2 separate regions of the Oryctolagus cuniculus genome follow, and region 1 is linked to region 2. The links are chromatin contacts, called in public Hi-C maps. All regions are on one chromosome and are shown on one strand. Each heading gives the region's core, a stretch centred on a gene start, on an enhancer-like site or on the middle of the called end of the contact. The rest is flanking DNA. Distances are from core to core; before and after follow the strand shown.

The links. Hi-C and Micro-C count contacts between places; a contact is called where the count stands out from the background.
Region 1: a contact with region 2 is called in a Hi-C map of an unstated tissue, with 2.4 times the contacts expected there. The contact joins two enhancer-like sites. A contact is called at or near these places in 2 of 6 Hi-C or Micro-C datasets (psoas muscle and an unstated tissue).

The regions. Positions count from the first base shown.
Region 1 is chr4:62,771,356-62,777,412 of mOryCun1.1, reverse strand. All of the region lies in intron 1 of BBX (BBX high mobility group box domain containing), which reads right to left. Among named protein-coding and RNA genes, the nearest start is that of BBX, 60 kb to the right of the region's middle. Within about 2 kb of position 3,157, at least 1 of the 8 cell types and tissues checked has an H3K27ac peak or open chromatin away from gene starts, as enhancers often do.
Region 2 is chr4:62,402,198-62,408,325 of mOryCun1.1, reverse strand. It overlaps LOC103350563 (a long non-coding RNA gene), which reads right to left and starts at 5,573. Exons shown (of 5, transcript XR_011387833.1): 1 at 5,270-5,573. Within about 2 kb of position 1,360, at least 1 of the 8 cell types and tissues checked has an H3K27ac peak or open chromatin away from gene starts, as enhancers often do.

The sequences.
Region 1 (6,057 bases), core at 1,908-4,407, 370 kb before region 2:
CACCTGCATGGGAGACCCGGAAGAAGCTCCTGGCTCCTGGCTTCGGATTGGCCTAGTTCTGGCCATTGCGGCCATGGGGAGTGAACCAGTTGATGGAAGACCTCGCTTTCTATCTCTCTCTGCTTCTGCCTCTCTGTAACTCTTTCAAATAAATAAATAAATCTTTAAATTAAAAAAAGAGAATGTTTTCAAATAAATACTTTGCCCATTTTACAAACATATCATTACAACAGTAATTCTGTAAGGTAATGTAAATTATCTAAAAAACATTTTAATAGCAGCACTAATAATATAGCATAATTCTTTTCTCCCATCGAAATACAAACCAGGCCTGACCCTAGCATAATTCTTTTCTAAAAATACTTGACAACTATTCCTTAAAGGATATGGCATATGATTAAGAAAATTTAAAGATGTTTATAAATTCTGCTCCACTACTAATACATTATATTTTTATGTATAACTCAATTCTTACCTTAAATTTCTGTTTGCAAAGTAAAAGAAAAAACTAACTCAAAATACTAAATGCCAAGTATGGGTGCAATGTATAAAACTAAACATCAGCTCATGCACATAGCAGAGAAGACCAATTAGCAAACCACTAATTATAATTTGGCATATAATTCTATTCTCAAAGCTACTTTTTAAAAATCTCTCCTTAATTCCACAATTACTAGCTATGTAGTATATGTTAAGCTCTGTTAGCCCCTAGAAGATAGAAAGATGAAGAAATAATGGTGCCTTTACTTCTGACTCGGTAGATGGGAAAGATTACAGAAGGGGAATTTCAGGGTTTAGGAATCATAAAAAAGAACAGCCTCCTTTGCCAAAAAAGATTCAAGGGAGATGAGGAAAGCCCATTCCTTTTCTAACACACAGAGTAAATGTCCTAAATAGCCCTTTCATCCATCCCAGGCATCCAAAAAGCATGTAATAATAATAATACATAATAATAAGTGTGTAATCAGTGCAATTATTTTATAAAGGCTCAAAAGTGAAAATATGATTAAAGACATTTTAAAGCAAAACTACTAGCTTCTATGAAAAATTAGACGTTTAGTATAAATTTGCTTCTAGTTAAATACAGATTGTCTTTCAAACAAAACTCATTCAAGAATCATTGGTGAATAATAGTTAATTAAAAAGGTTAGCCTTAGAACATAGAGCAGGTTGATTTTAGGTCTTTCATATTTAAACATTTATTTGTAAAATTACAAAATTAAACTCATAAAACTTATCAGTTGTTTAAAATATTGATTACTTAATATTTTATAAGCATAGCATATTTCTTTCTGGACAAAATACATATATAACAGCCATATATTTGGTAAATATTTAACGATTATGAATTAAACTAAGAGTTGGTGTATAAATGATATTGGAAGATAATATTCTTTTACCAACTGAATCCCAAATGGAAATCTTTTGAATCTTCAGTACAGTAAATTGTTAGCACATATTATCACATAAATGTACTTACATAAATAACAAAATTGAACATTTGAAGAAAAGTAACAAAGAAAATGGTGAGAATAAGAAAAAAATTAACAAAAACTATCTATAAAAATTATCTTCTGTCCAAAATGCATCAGAAGCAATATCTTTAAAAATCACATAAACAGTCAACATTAATGCCTCATAAGTGAAACTCTATTTTCTCATTAAAAAAGCACAATGCATAAAAGTCTCCTCTTACTACATTAATCTTTCATAATTTTCTATACCTGAAATTTGTCTCTATAACTAACATCAAATGATTAAAATGAACTAGACTCAAATAACTACCTATATAATATCATAAGTAACTCAACTTTTACATAAATGATTATTTGGTTTTTAAAACCTGTTGTGCTGATTTAAAATGAGCTTTTCAAATACAATCCAAAGTTATGCAAAAAAAAATCTATGAAATAATTAACAAAAATAATGCAGAGCTTGTCAACTTATGTTCCTAATACTAGATTTAAAGATTTATAGAAAAATGAGAGTGAAACTAAAGATACTTAATCTATCATAGGTACTTTCTTAATGTCCCACAAGGCAGTTAAGAGCACAAGTAACAGAAATGGGGGATGGGGGGAGGTACCAAACTGGGGAGGAACAAACATTATAAACAGGGAGGATTAAATCCCTTAAACTTCTTCTCTCTGGTAATAAAAGAGGCACCCTCAACATAGGTTAAGTGTCTACATAAAAAGAAGCATAAAGAAATCTGTTGGGATGGGAGGGACTGCAGAGCATCCATCAGCATTTGTTTGAATGTATCTGGCAGGCTCTCAGGAGTTACACTTAAATAATGTGACCCTTCCAGACAGGACAATAAGGAGACAGATTAGACCCTTCACGGAATGATTCATCCTTGCACACATGACAAGAGGGGATCCAATGTAAAGCTTGCACCCCCTGTGTTTGCTCAAGCGTCTGGGCAGTTCTTTCTGTGGCCCTGTAGCCAGCTACTGGGTGTAAGGCAGCTACAGTCAGGGCACAAGTCACTAACGGAGGCTCCAGACCCAGCGATAAAACATGCAACTGCTCAGGCAGGCTCCAACAGCAGCACTCGCTTTTCTCTTCCTGCCTGAGCAGAGGACAAATCCCAGCTCAGGGCTAGCGCAGGTGCTTCCTCACCTCTCGACAGCACCAGTCATCTGACTTAGATTTTCAAGAAAAAATTAAACATAAGCAGTATAATGAAACAACGAAAAGCAGATTTTAAGAGCAAAGGAGCTCATCTCAGCAACTCTCGATGAGACACGGTGTGAAAGTGAGAAAAGGGACGTGTGCATTCTACACATACCCTCTACTCAGCCTACATAATCCCTCCCCCCGACGCTGTAATGGACTGGAGTATAAAACAAGAGGGTCCCTCGGGGGTCCATGGAATTTACACATCAGCTACAAAATCGTTGGGGGGGGGGGCAATATGTAATCAACAATTTTTCTTAATATCTCAAAAGCCTCGGAACTAGTCCACCCCAATCAGGTAGCTGCCTCCAGCAAATGCCTCCTTCCACTCTGGCAACCTGCTACCTTCCTGTGTTTCATGGGCAGGTGAAGTATCACAAGCAAGGGACAAGCCCCCACGCTCCATGACCCCGGGAACAGGAGGGACTTCTCTCCGGTGCTCACTGTCAATCTCTGGACTGGCTTCTGCAGAGGAGGAAGCACCTCCCTTTCCAGCCCGGTGAGCTGTGCTTCTCCCTCCTTCCTGCAGATGGAGCCAGGCGGAGACAGAGCCTGCTCTTGGGCAAATGAGCCCCTCTGCTCTCTAAGCAGACAGGAAAATGAAGGCTCAGAAAGCCCCGTGCTTCTGGAAAATAAGAAGCAAGAGAAATGTGATGCTATTATTTTTAAAACACTATAAAATTCTAATCTGGCCACTAGTTGGTGATACTTTTTGTACTCACAGAACCTAAAGAGAAATGGGTTTCTAGTAACTTCGACCATTGACAAACGAAGTTTAAGCTCCACCCTTTCTTCCAGAGTCAAGCCTGTGCCCCCACTGCCTAGGAGGCAGGGTGGTAAAATGTCCTCTCCTGAATGAATTTATATTCAAGTTGCTTGCCGTCTGTAGCTCCTCGCTGTTGCCTGGAAACAGGAAACCCTTCCCACCTACATGCTTCCTGACTGCTCCCCCCATGTCTCCCTCTCAACAGTGTATGAGTGTACCTGGCCAGGCTTCTAGATGCTGTTTATCTTAAAGAAGTGCTGATTCTTTAAAACAGAGCAAGAATTTTGTCATTTAACTCTTCAGAGAGGACACTGAGTAGCCAAACAAATTAGTACTGAAAAACTTGAATTGCTAGCCAGGAGAGGAAAAGTGTGTGTGTGTCTGTGTGTGTGTGTGTGTGTGCATCCTTTACCTAAAAACATTTTCAAAATACATTAAAACAAATGTGTAATAAAAACATAAAAATGTTATTAATATTTTTCACCTACTTCTTTACCTCACTGATGTTTCTTTGAAAACTCTACTTTATTGGGTAAGGGTAAGGGACAATGCTATTCAACCATCACCCTGGTGTCCCCTTATTTTAACACCCACATCACATCAATTGCTAAGTCTTTAGGGTGTCTAGATATCTACTGTTCACTCATTTCCTATTTCTTTTCCACTCCATTTACTATCACTGAACATCCTGCATTAATTTTCATTTAAACTTATTACAGTAATAAGAACCACTATTTATTTATTTTTAGTTACTGAGAGAATACCCTGGGCTAAGACATACAGAAGCCATATACATATTTTATTTCACTATTTGTTATTCCATTATTTCTTACTCCCAGCAGTCAATGAGGCAGGTACTATGATCGCCCCACTTAGATTTACCAAGTTTAACTGACTTGCCCAAAGTCATACAGCCTTAATGTAAACCTCAAATCCCTCTTCTGGGAAGACAGCAGCAGAATATCGTTACATATTTGGTGTCCCCTTCTGTTTCTACCACTGTTTCCTTTAGGAATGCTCTTTTGACACATTGAACATGTGGGTTTACTCTCTAGCTAGGTGAATTATGCTGTGCTCCACACTCAGCCAAAAGACCTACGTCCACTCCTTCCTCTTCAAAGAGCACGTATGTTAGGGATCCATTTTAGTGTTTTTATTACTAAGATTTATAGCTACAAATTTTATTCACCTCTCAGAGATACAGTAAAACATGTTTAATTGTTGGTTTTTTGTGTGTTTATGTGATTCTTAGGTTCTTTATTTTTAAGTGTGAAACCATTCTAATAGGGTACCATATTCTTTTGGCTTAATGTTTATAAAGATCTTTGGGAGATGGGCCGGCACTGTGGCGTAATGGGTAAAGCCGCTGCCTGCAATGCCGACATCCCATATGAGCACCGGTTTGAGTCCGGCTGCTCACTTCCAATCCAGCTCTCTGCTATGGCCTGGGAAAGCAGTAGAAGATGGCCCCTGCACCCGCGTAGGAGACCAGGAAGAAGCTCCTGGCTCCTGGCTTTGGATGGGTGCAGCTCCGGTCGTTGTGGCCATCTCGGGAGTGAACCAGTGAATGAGGACCTCTCTCTCTCTCTCTCTCTCTCTCTCTGATTCTCCTTCTCTGTGTAACTCTGACTTTCAAGTAAAAATATTCTTTAAAAAAATAAAAAGATCTTTGGGAGAAAAGAAGTTAATAGTTTTGGTCAGCTCTTTGTAGTCAAAAAAACAACTGCTAATGCTAAAACAAAAACCTGTAACAACAAGATAAAAATAACTGGATAGTTTAATTGATCAAACAGTGGATCCTTAAAATTTTGACTTATACCCCAAAAATACATAATTGTCAAAAGTAAATACACGTTCAATTCACAGTTTTGTCCAATTTGTGTCCCCTTGCTCCTAGTTCTACAAATCCTTTTAAATTTTGGCTTTCATATACGTATAATACACAAACAAGCTTAACTGCACCATACATCTGTCACACATACAAAAGACCTCTAAAGCAAAACTGAAGATAAAAAATTTCACAAGTCAGAGAATTCGTGAAGTCAATAAATCAAAATTACAAATTTTTGAGTATTTTCAGATAGCACAGTGTTCTGGTTAAAAAGTCATTCATTCAAGAAAACATGGATAGTGTTTTGACTCTTAAATATATTTAGGAAAACACAAATGGTTGTGGCAACAAAATTCATGAGGTAACCATTTAACTTTTTTTTTTTTTTTTTTTTTTTTTTTTTTGACAGGCAGAGTGGACAGTGAGAGAGAGACAGAGAGAAAGGTCTTCCTTTGCCGTTAGTTCACCCTCCAATGGCCGCCACGGCCGGCGCGCTGCGGCCAGCACACCGCGCTGATCCGAAGGCAGGAGCTAGGTGCCTCTCCTGGTCTCCCATGTGTGCACAGAGCCCAAGGACTTGGGCCATCCTCCACTGCCCTCCCGGGCCACAGCAGAGAGCTGGACTAGAAGAGGGGCAACCGGGACAGAATCCGGCACCTCGACCGGGACTAGAACCCGATGTGCTGGCACCGCAGGCGGAGGATTAGCCTATTGAGCCGTGGCGCCAGCCATAACCATTTAACTTTAAGAAAATGTTACAGACAGGAGGAGGTTCCAG
Region 2 (6,128 bases), core at 111-2,610:
AATGGCCACAATGGCTGGAGTTGTGCAGATCTGAATGGACAGAGCTGTGCAGATCTGAAGCCAGGAGCCAGGGGCGGCTGCAGGGTGCAGGGGCCCAAGTGCTTGGGCCATCTTCTACTGCTTTCCCAGGCCATAGCAGAGAGCTGCATCAGAAGAGGAGCAGCCAGGATTGGAACCAGTGCCCATATGGGATGTCGGCATCACAGGTGGAGGTGGAGACTTAGTCCACTACACCACAGCGCTGGCCCCAGCCTGGGTTTTCTTTTGCTTTCTTTCCTGTTCACTCCCCCATCATCCCTGCTCCCTGGGGTCAGATTACCGAATAGAAAGCATTTACCTTGTTTCAGCCTCTGCTTTCAAGAATAACCTAGATTAAAACAATGGCTAAATAGGTTGTTGTTAGACGACACAAGGCAGGAACGTAATTTTTCCTTGCAGTGCAGATGTTACAAAGGAACACTCAGTTGGCAGCTCCTTCAGGTTTTCATCTTTGTTTTTGAAAGCTCCATCCTGAATCTGACCACCTAGAGAAAAAAATAATATAAGCAAAAGCAATTGGTACAGTTAGCACACAACTGAACAGGCATCTTTGCTTGCCACGATGGAGCTAGGGCCTGTTTCTCTGTGCGGTGGTCCTTAGCAGTTTGATGAGATTCCCACTACAAATGGAAGAGCCCTCAGTCTGCCTAATCAGGGGAAGGTTTTTGTTGCTTTGGAAACAGGCATATCACTCTGTAAAAAGCTGGATCTTTTCCTGCTGTAATTCTTTCTGCTAAGAAACTCAAACATAACTTAGCAATGCATAAATTACTGGAATACAATCAGGGCTTTCTTAATTCATGAAAAAATGAAAGAATGTCCTGAAATATAAAGGGAGTTATTAAGAATCAACTGAAGTTGCACAGATGCTGGCCCTGAGTAAAAAACATCAACAACTGTAATTTTTCAACTCATCTGAGGTTCTGAAGACACTACAGAGAAAAAACTCATTAGAATTCCTCTCTCATGGAATCTGTAATCTAGTAGAACCCTAGGTGAGACAATAAAACAATAATGAAAATACATTATATTTAAAATAAGGGCTATGGATAAAAATCAACCAGGGATGGTTAAGGGCCCAACTGCATTCTCCCCTACAAAATCCATACAGTGCAGTCCTAATCCCACAGGATTTCATAAGGTAACTGTATTTGGAGAAAAGAGACTTTTAAGGAGGAAAGCTAAGGCCCTTAGTGTGGGCCTCAATCCAATGTAACTAATGTCCTTGTAAGTGGAATTCTGGACACACAAACAGGCACTAGGGACTCGTACGGAGGAAAAATCCCAGGAAGGCAGCCAAGTGCAAGTCAAGGAGAGAGGTCTCAGGAGAAATCAAACCTGCTGACATCTTGGTCTTGAACTTCTAAAAGCCTCCAGAACTGAGAAAGCTAATTTCTGTTGCTTAAGACACCCAGTCTATGGCATTTTGCTGTGGTAGCCCTAGCAAAGGAGCTCAGATGGGGCGAGAATGTACAAGTTTCTGGTGTTTTTCTTTAATCTACAAGCCTTCACTGAGAAAACTTACATCTCATGTGGAAATTCCCGGGAGGAGCATTCTGGAGGGCAGAAGAGCAATCCCCAGTGCCCTGAGAAGGAGGCCAGTGGTTTGAGACTCAGGAGCCTCATCCCAGAAGATGAGGCTGGAAGGGGCATGGAAGGAGGACGCCATGGCGGGTACTGTGAGAGAGGGGCTCTCAGGGCAAGTGTGGTCGTTTCCTGCATGGTGGGAGGCTCTGAAAAACTGCACCATTTTACCATGATGGGGATGGTGCTACTGGTTTTTAGTGGGTAGGCAACATTTAATTGTAAAGTATAGCTAGGGGCCAGCGCCATGGCGCACTAGGTTAATCCTCAGCCTGCAGCGCCAGCATTCCATATAGGCACCCAGTTCTAGTCCCGGTTGCTCCTCTTCCAGTCTAGCTCTCTGCTGTGGCCCGGGAGGGCAGTGGAAGGCCCAAGTGCTTGGGCCCTGCACCCGCATGGGAGACCAGGAAGAAGCACCTGGCTCCTGGCTTTGGATTGGCGCAGCTCTGGCCGTTGTAGCCATTTGGGGAGTGAACCAACGGAAGGAAGACCTTTCTCTCTGTCTCTCTCCCTCATTGTCTGTAACTCTACCTGTCAAATAAATAAATTAAAAAAAATAAAAAGGTATAGCTATGCTCAGGACAGTCCCATCTAACAAGATATTTTTCCACATTTTATGTGACTTTAAAAATGTCTTGTGGATCACTCATATAGAACTTCATTTATGTTAACTTCTAAATTCCATTAATGGCAATCTGATACTGGGATCAACTTCTCACTGAAAACAAGTAAACGTTCTAGATAAAATATATTTGATCAAACTTGGCAAGGTTTTGTAAATATTTTTCTGCCTCATATTCTCTCTTTACATTCTGGGAGCCCAGTTTTGTGTATATTAGACTTACTGACACTATCTCACAAATCACTGATGCTCTGTTGAGTTAAACTTATTGCTTCTCCACATACATTAAATCTGGATGATTTCTAATGATTTTTCTTCAAGTTTAATGATTCTTTCTACCATGTGTCAAATCTATTAATAATCCTATCAAATAATTTCAATTACGTGTTTCAGCTGTAGGATTTCCATTTTAACCTTTTTATATTATTTGTTTTGTGTTTCTATTGAAATTTCCTATGTCTTTACTTATTATATCCACCCTTAATAAGATTCTTTAGCACATTTGGCAGTTATTTTACACTCCTTGTCTACTAATTCTAATATCTATAGATCTGTTTCTGTGGATTTATGATAAAAGTGATTTTGTAGAACAATAACAAAAGGTTAATTTTTTTTCTCAAGAATGACACTGGTCAAGGGGATGCAATATGTGAAAAAAAAAATCAGTCCTTAATTAAATCACACTCCAAAATCAATTGTACATATTATTAGATGTAAGTGTTCAAAGAAAAGACAAGTTCCCAGATGGTAACACAGGAGAAAGTCATTGTGACCTTAGAGTAGGCAATAATTTCTTACAGATCAGCAAAGGCAGTAATCATGGAAAAAGAATGGGGGTGGGAGGCGGGTGGTGGTTGTAAAAGGCCCTTTATAAAGCCTTTTAAAAACAAATTTATAAAAGGAAAAAACAACAGAAAAAGAATAATGTGTTTCAAAATGTCCCTAAAAGAGGAAAAAAAAAAAGGAACAATGCCAACATGTTCAACAGTAAAGGGTTCTTTTTCTTATTTTTTAATACAAAATACAAGCAAAGAATACACATGTTTATAACTCAGGAGCAGACACGCAGTCATGGAGGAAGATCTGTAAATTTAACTTCAATAAAAACTAAAATTTACTTTTATCAAAATCTGATTACGAGATAGTTAAATGTGAACCGTCTATTAGAAAAGGTGTTTGTATGCAGCGTTCAGAAAGAACAGAAAAAGATAAATAATCCAATAGAAAAATGGGTGAATATCTAAAAAGCTGTATTAAATGAGATATCCAATTGGCCAATAATAATAAGAAAAACACTCTTTATCATTAATCATCATCATAGAACTGGAAATCAAGGCCACACAATCCCCAGTGTTGGTGAGGATGTGGGGGCACTGAGTACACAACACCGCTGAGAGAGCAAATATGTAAAACTTTTGGCAATCTAACTACTGACGATCACAGACATACTTATGTCCAAGCTACCCAATTTTATGGATTTATCCCAACAGAGTCTGCTTCTATGTGAGCAGGCAGACAGACTAATGTTCACACATCCATTATTTTAATAGCCCTGAACCTGGAGATAATCTGAATGTTCATTATCAGTTTATGGGAACAATCACAAGATCTCATCCTGGATTCAATTTTTGTGAAATGTCCAGGGCAGGCAAAACTGCAGAGACAGAAAGATGAGTGAATGGTTGATGCTGGAAAGGATACAGACAGGGCTTGGAGGTTAGTACCTAAAAAGTCTAGAGTTGCTTTTCAGGTGAAGAGAATGTTCTAAAACGCATTTAGGGATAGTCGCCCATATCTGTATATATACTCCAAAACACATACGCTAATCTGCACACTTATAATTGAAAAATTGGAGATGTAAATTATATCTAAAGCCATTATTAAGAAAAATAATAGTATAAAGGAAAAACAGGGTGTTTCCATACAATTAAGTGCCATACAACATAAAAGAGAAGAAAATAAGAAAAGACTTGGTACATGAAACAATATCGAGGAACTCAAATATAATATGGAGTGAACAAAACCAACTACTATTAAATACTCACTGAATAATTAACGTGTCATTCAAGAACAGCCAAAACTAAACTATATATCTGAGGATAAGGCAGTGGTTACATTTGGAGAGAGATTGCTCCCAATTCAGCAGGTGAATGAAGGAAGCTAGGAATAGTTTTATTTCTTGATATGGGTAGTGGCTGCCAAGGGTGTGTTTCTGTTTGAAAGTGTACTGATTGAAAGTGTATATTGATAATTTGTACAGTTTTCTATACACAACACAAAACAAAAATTTAAGGCATTTAAAAAAAATCCAGTTGTTCAATACATTGCCCTATCAGTATGCATTGAAAAAAGGCCACAAAAATAACACATAAATATTTTAAACAATTATTTTATGTGGCTTGAGATCATGGAGAATTTGGAGTTTCCTACTTTTTAGTACTTTCTAAGTTACCACAGTGAACACACATTCCATTTATAAGTTTAAAAAAGCTATTAAAATACAAACATCTGAGAGATATCGTGAATTTCCTTTTACACGAATCCATTTAGTCTGTGGAGACTCGGGCTGTTGCTTCCAGAGGGAAGCGAATGCCATTTTAGCAGCTGGTCCCGGCGGTTTGCTGACGGCTAACCACTCACCACCAGCCCTGGCCACCGCCCCGGGAGGGAGAGCAAAGGAACAGGTGCAGGTGGGGACCCAAGAGACCGTGAACTAAGCCCGGGCAGCTGACACCCAAGTTAGCGGTAGGTCGCGGTCTTCACCGAACCCTGGTCCCTGCTGCAGACCTATTGCGGGACCTGGAAGGAGTGCTGGCTCCACTGCACGACGAGACTCCGATCCCTGTAACCTCCCCGTTTTCCTAAGAGTGCTTTGTACATTGATATGAGTTTGTGAAACCAAAGACGCATATGCGACTGAGGGTTCTGACCTGCAAACCCTAAAACTATTTGCTACCTGGCAGAAACAGCCAACCCCTTAAGTGGAGATTCCACACAGGAAAAGCTGAAACTTAAAATTTTTACCTGGGTATGCCCTCGCTGCAGGCTCCGGCCAGGCTCCTCAGGCGCGGGAAGTCGCGATCCACTCAACAAAGTGTAAAAATTAGCCTCTGAAGCCCGCAGCCGGGAAGCAGGGCTCCAAAGGCGCTGAAGATACCCACGGCAGCCCTCCGCGGATCGCAAAGGAGTAGCGGTCCCGCCTTCCAAGCCAGAAAGCCGCGCTGTCACTCCAGGAGCAGCCATCTGAGCCCGCAAGCCGCACCGCTACCAAGCGGTCCCCGGGGCGGGCTCGAGTTCTGGGGGAGCGCCGCGTGGGCGCGGCCGGCCTCCACGGCGCCTGCGCAGCGCCGCGCCCCGGCTCCGCCCCCCGCGCAGGCCCGGGGGTCTCCTCCCGGCCGCCGGGAGAGCGCGTGCCGGCTCCTGGCTTCCCTGGAGAGGAGGCAGCCAGGCCGGAGCACACACGGAGTGCTTTGAGAGTTGGTTATAAACATCGTAAACCCTAACCTTTAAGTCTTGCCGACGTACGTGCCAAAGCCCATTTCTTATGATTTAGCTTAGTGTCTCGGTGTATTTAGTGTGTCCCTGAGAAGAAGGGATTTTCCTACCTCCGTGCTACGGGCATGTAGGGAAAAAGGATCCTGTGTGTGTCTGTGTGTGTGTGTGCGCGCACTAGTTGGGGCATATCTGGGCTTCCTACTAGATGCCAATAGCCACCTGCTCTTCCAACTGCGACAGCCAAAAATGTCGTTGGACACTTTTGTCAAATGTGTGGTGGTGGTGCTGGAGGTGGGGGCACAGCTGCCCTTGTTGAGATCTGCTGTCCTACAGACTCGCAATACCGCCATCACACTTAGGAAAAAAAAAAAAAAACACACTGTTACAT